2 separate regions of the Arachis hypogaea genome follow, and region 1 is linked to region 2. The links are chromatin contacts, called in public Hi-C maps. All regions are on one chromosome and are shown on one strand. Each heading gives the region's core, a stretch centred on a gene start, on an enhancer-like site or on the middle of the called end of the contact. The rest is flanking DNA. Distances are from core to core; before and after follow the strand shown. Region 1 has its middle 2.9 kb from the start of LOC140177437. Region 2 holds the start of LOC112737151.

Region 1 (3,103 bases), core at 601-3,100, 97 kb before region 2:
TTATGCGCAAAGCCTTGATAAAATAAAAAATAAGCTAAAGGGCTGGAAACAGAAATGTCTCTCAATGGTTGGAAGAGTAGTTCTAGCTCAATCAGCCATCACCCCGATGTCATACTACCAAATGCAACATGGTCGAATTCCAAAAGCGATTTGTCATCAAATAGAACAAGCACAAAGAACCTTTGTATGGGGATCGGATGAGCAGCACAAAAGAGCTCACTTAATTAATTGGAGAACTTTATGTTTACCCAAGGAGATAGGAGGACTTGGATTCAAGAGTCTTGAACGTATGAATACTGCTTTTCTCCTGAAAGTTTGTTGGGAGCTGATCAATCATTCTAATGCGCTGTGGGTAAGAGCTCTCAATAGCAAGTATGGTATCTCTAACTCAACCCCTTCGGTGAGGGAGACATTCGGATGTAGTGCCCTTTGGAAAAGTTTATCACAATTGTGGCCTATCATCCAAGAAAGTTTGGTGCATAGGGTAGGCAATGGTTGTTTAACCAAGTTTTGGAAGGATGACTGGTTAAATATAAGGGATCATCTCTTAAAACATAAACTCCCAAGCGCTACTAGTGGAGATAAGAATAACTATGTGTGCGATTTCGTGAATAATGAAGGGGAATGGAAGATAGAACATCTTAAACAGCTCTTGCCGGATGAATGCATTCAACGCATTTGTGCTAATCCCCCTCCGAGAGCTTCTGACCCACCTGATAAATTAGCCTGGAAGCACTCCAAAGATGAAAGATTCTCTGTTAAATCTGCTTACTGTTATAGCAATAGAATCCAATCTCAAGGAAGGGAAGTTTGGAAACGCATTTGGACCTGGAAAGGACCGCAGCGAATGAAATTATTTATTTGGCAAGCTACTCATGACAGGATCCTCACTAACAAGAAAAGAAGTCAATGGTATGGTAGCTCGCCTATGTGCCATCATTGTGGAAACACAATAGAAGACACTTTGCATGTTCTGAGGGACTGTGATGTTAAACCCGTCTGGAAGAAATTCGTTAAATAAAATGGTATTGCAACTTTCTTTCGGATGGAACTGATGGATTGGGTGGAAAACAGTCTTGGTAATAATTGGGGCTTCTCCAGCCAAGAAAAATGGATAAACATATTTTTCATAGCGTGCTGGAAGTTTTAGAATTGGAGGAATCAAGAGATCTTTCAATACCCCTTTAAGAGACCTATTGCTGGATACATTAGTATACAAGAATATGCTTGTGAGGTTGGAAAAGCCATCAACAAGCAGATTCCTAGGCATGATTCTAGAGTTCGTCGAAAAACCATTATTAAATGGTATCCACCTCCTAAAGGGTGGATTAAGGTGAACACTGATGGTGCAGTTAAGAACAACCCAGGTAAAGCAGGATGTGGTGGCCTCATTAGGAATAGTGACGGAAGTTGGGTGATGGGTTTTACTAGAAATTTGGGAGTTTGCTCAGCATATATGGCAGAGCTATGGGGTCTTTATTTGGGGCTTGAGATGGCTTGGACATTGGGGTTCAGAAAGGTGAAAATAGAAATTGACTCTCAAGCAGTTATTAGCAGTGTCACTCAAAATAGGAAATTTTTAGATGATGGATCAGTGCTATACTGCAAATTCAAGAGCTTATGGAAAGAAATTGGACAGTTAACATGGTTCATACTTACAGAGAAGCAAATGCTTGTGCAGATTGGCTAGCTAATTTTAGTCTTGAGCAAAATTGTTCCACTCAATACTGGAACTCTCCTCCAACTAGGATAGAATTTTTGTTATTAGGTGATGTTTTTGGGGTGGCTCATCCCATAATGTAGTTTCAGTGTAGCTTGGGCCTTTGGCTCCTTTGTTCACCAAAAAAAAAACGATAATATTAATTTTCCACATGTGAAATACACTGAATTATGGTTGCCACAATGGGCTGGCCCAACCACAAAAGCTTGCTACTAAATGAAATGGGTTTCAAGACAAAAAATGAAATGGGTTTTGGCCCACTGCACTTTTGTAACACGAGTTTAAAATAGTAGTCTATTCTCTGACAAAAAGAAAATTAAAGGTTGTCTATCAAGTTTTTGGTGAGTTGACGAACTAACAGAGCTATTTTCTAAATAAATAAACTTTAGTGCACCGGTTGCGTAATGTCATATATATTATAAAAAATAAAGACTATTTTTAATTTTTTATTGACTACGTGAATAGTTATCGAAAAAAGAGAACGTGATTAAAGGATTGTCTAAAAAATATTTCATGCTATTATTGTATCAAAATTAAACTAAAAAAAAAAATATCTTATAAAAATATTCACTAAAAAAAATCTTATAAAAATATGGGTTGGACTAATAGTTCTGTTATGTAATATGAAGTTTAATGACTAACACCGAAATATTCTCGTGTTTTCAAATTTTTTTCAATTTGAGCTTTAAAAGAACATTTTTTTTCTTTCAAAAGAATAACGAAAACCAGAAAGAAGAACTGTTTTTGCAGTAATGAGATTTTTGGGGTTTGGGCCATAAATAATTTGTTTTGTATTATACCTGCGAAGGACAGGTTATTGGACTTGCATTCGCTCAAACTTTCTTTAAGACAAAAAATCAATCATCTATCCAAAAACGAAAGAGACAAAAAAAAAAAAAAAGAAACACTATTTTTTCTTCTTTCTTGATGCTATTCTGTTTTGGATCGTCGAATTTCTTGTATTTCTCAAATGTAATAATGAAGATTTTGAGAAAGAAATCTTTATTTCTTCCAGTAGCTTCTCTCTTTCCTCCTCTTGTTTCTTTTTTTCCTAATTTTTTTCCTTCTAATTTTGCTGCGAGTGTTAAATTTATTATAATAATATAATTTTGATGCACGTAAACATTTTTAAAGTTATGTGTTTAGATGCGATGATTTTTTGAAAATAAATTATTTTTATTTATATTACGATTGGTTGTAAAATTTTATACTTATTGTTGTATTTGCTAGTGAATGAGCTTTTTTAATTATTTGTTGAGGTATAAATTTCTGTTGAAAATTATCTTCGTAAAATATTGGTTACCCACTATAAAACTAATAAAATAATTTTTCATTATCATCATTATCCAATTTTATAATGTTGGATATCCATTTTGAAATACG
Region 2 (3,054 bases), core at 404-2,903:
TAGTGTAGTGTAATCAAATTAATAGTGGTGTATCCTAATTCCTATTAAAATGGGCGTGAAACCCACGTGAAAGAGAGAGAAAGGTGCGTGTAGGATTTGATGAAGAGAAAGGAATCAATTTTTTTCCAAGCAAAACATAACCAATGACAAGTAGGTCCCCCACAACTAGGTTAAAGGATGAATCCAGAAGAAGGAGAAGGAAAAGCAGGCTTTTTAGTTTTTATTCAGTAAACAAAAAAGCCAACAAAAGAGAACCAATCAAACAGAACCCTTCTTCAGTATGTCTGTGTTCCCCAATACACTCCTCTGCTCTCTATTGCCCCATGCCCCATGCCCCTCCCAAACGGCCCCTTCCAATCTCTATACTCTAAAGTCAATCAAGAAATTATAATAATAATAATAATAATAAATATTAATATATGATACCTGGCCGGAGGCTAGTTTGAGTTGATAATAGTTGAGCTGAAGAGGGGTGGAGGTGACGTGGACGCCGAAAAAGGTGGCAGGGTTTCTGTATGAGATCCTCACCGTTGAGTTCAATGACAGCATATCCGTTGGCACCCCCGTTCCGTCGTTCCCAGATTGTACATTCAGATTCCAGAACACCATGTTCTGCATTTTCTTTATTAATAAATATTCTTATCCAAACTCCAAATAACTAAGCACTAGCACAAGGGAACACACAAACAATGATCGCATTTAGGCCCCACAAATATTATTATTCAATTCAGAAACTCATGATTTGCATTATTCAAACCCCAACAACAACGGAACTACATTAAATCAAAGTTAAAAAGGAATGCAGGGCCAGAGGGAAGGTCAATTCGGTAATTACACACTCCATAATGTCTCTCACCAGCTGAAAACTTTACTGAAAGTAAGTGGTAACCTCAATGCATGAATCATGAATCACTCGTACACAAGAATTTTACACAAAATGTAAAAACAGCGAGTCACAACTCGGATGAAACCACCGAGTCAACTCGGAGAAAATGAAGGTTTCGTTTGTTGGTTACCGTAACGGTGACGCGAGGCTTGTAACTCTTGCTGGCACCCCAAAGGATAAGAGAGAACGCGGAGAACAGGACCACGAAGAGGAGGAAGAAGCAGAAGTAGAGGCGGATGTTACGGCCGGAGTCATCATATGCGTCGTCGTCGTCGTCGTCGTCGTCACCGGCGGCTTCGGAATCGTGGCGGCTGAGCTTCTTCCAGGGTGCGAAGGAGGAGGAGGTGTGGTGGTGGTGGTGAGGGTGGCGGCTAGGGTTCTTGAGAGAGGCGGAGAAACGAGAGGTGGAGGACTCGCGGGAATGGTGGACGGGGGAGCAGACATAGTAGTGGTGGTGGTGCTGCGGTGATGCGGCGGGGGAGGAGCCGTACGACATCTTCTCGATGACGTCATGGTTGGATGGGCTTTGGACGTAGTACAGTGGACGGCGTGGAGATCGCGGTGGCGACGATGTTGATTGGTCGATGCTTACGTCGGAGTCGGATTTCGTGTGCATTCTAACTCCTCCCATTGTTTTCTTCTTCTTCTTTGTGTGTGTTTTTTGCTTTGCGTGTGCTTTTATGAGTTATGAACAGAGCCTGTCACAGTCGCAGAGATACACAGAAGTGGAAAATGAAGAGAGAATGGAAGCTTTTTAATTGTTTTAAATATACTTTACAAAACGGTCACATATTATCAAAGGTTACTACACTAAATATTCAACTTAATTAGCCCTTTCTCCTCTTAATTAATTAAGACAAGACAAATATAATTTTTTTCACCATATCCCTCTGTCCGGCTGGCTAACAGATTACTATATATGCAAAATATAATTCCAATGCTCTAGAATTATTTAAGTTGACTAATAATATAATTTTTAAATTAATTTAATTAGTTAATTAAGAGAAATATAAATAATAAAATAAAAATTTACGTGTATTTATTTTTATATAAAGTTGATATTTAAAAATTATTTAATTAAATTATTATTTAATAATTTTTAACTATTAATTTTATACAATAAAAATACTATGTGTGTTTACTTAATAACAATATTTTTTATTAATATTAACTAATAATCAATATTTTATTTTTATATTATCAAAATTTAAAATTTAAGATTTATAATTTAATATTTAATTTTTAATTTTTAATATTTAAAATTGTCTAAGTGTTAATAAAAAATGATACATTTTATTGATCATATAAAATTTTACATCAATTAATTAATTAATTAATTTCTCCTAATTTTAAGTTATAAGGAAAACTACACAGAATAAAATTTAGCTTTCATTGTTTACTAACTTCCAACTAATCATGGACCAATGTAGATAACTTTATGCCTGAAAGGATTTTGAAGATGATAAATTTTAAAGTTATTATAAAGGTTCAACTTTACTGTTTTCAAACTTCCAAGTAAAAAAGGGTTTTACGGCAGTTTAATCAATTCGGTTTTATTAGGTTGACAATGATTTTCATAAACAATATAAATAATATATTTTAGAATTAATTTAATAAAATAAAAATACATTACACTCATACAAAAATTATAAATAAAAAAAATTATTATATATATAATTATATTATTTATTAAATTTATTGTCTCTCTATATTTTTTTTAATCTAATAGTTTTGGGAAAATTATAAGTAATAATAATGTGTGACTGTTAGAAGTTTAAAGAATATCAGTTATTTTGGTAAGTTTTAATTTAGTAATACAATGAAAAAGGTTTACATTATCAATTGAACGAAATTAAGTTTATATTCACAAAATATATTTTTTATATCACAAAAGTTTTTAAATGTTAATTTTATTTATAGAAAGCTGTGAATTTATATAGATAAAAACGATCATTTATTTATTTATTTGTACAAAATTAATTTTATTAATTCATATATGTTAACACTTAAAACTTTTATTAATAAAAATAAAAATTTATGTATTTGTAAAAATAATTATGTTAGATCTATATTAAAATGAACTATTTATATAAAAATATATAATAATTGATTTTATTTTTTAATGTAAATAGAATTTTCGTCATAGAAGGTGTACCCTTTTTGTGCTG

Evidence for each region. Hi-C and Micro-C count contacts between places; a contact is called where the count stands out from the background.
Region 1: a Hi-C map of an unstated tissue shows a contact between it and region 2, with 4 times the contacts expected there. The contact joins the enhancer-like site here to the promoter of LOC112737151 in region 2. A contact is called at or near these places in 2 of 8 Hi-C or Micro-C datasets (leaf and an unstated tissue).

The regions. Positions count from the first base shown.
Region 1 is chr13:10,949,593-10,952,695 of arahy.Tifrunner.gnm2.J5K5, reverse strand. No RefSeq gene overlaps it. Among protein-coding and RNA genes, the nearest start is that of LOC140177437, 2.9 kb to the left of the region's middle. Within about 2 kb of position 1,850, at least 3 of the 3 cell types and tissues checked have open chromatin away from gene starts, as enhancers often do.
Region 2 is chr13:10,852,378-10,855,431 of arahy.Tifrunner.gnm2.J5K5, reverse strand. It overlaps LOC112737151, which reads right to left and starts at 1,653. Exons shown (of 3, transcript XM_025786922.3): 1 at 1,017-1,653; 2 at 427-612. The coding sequence starts at 1,517.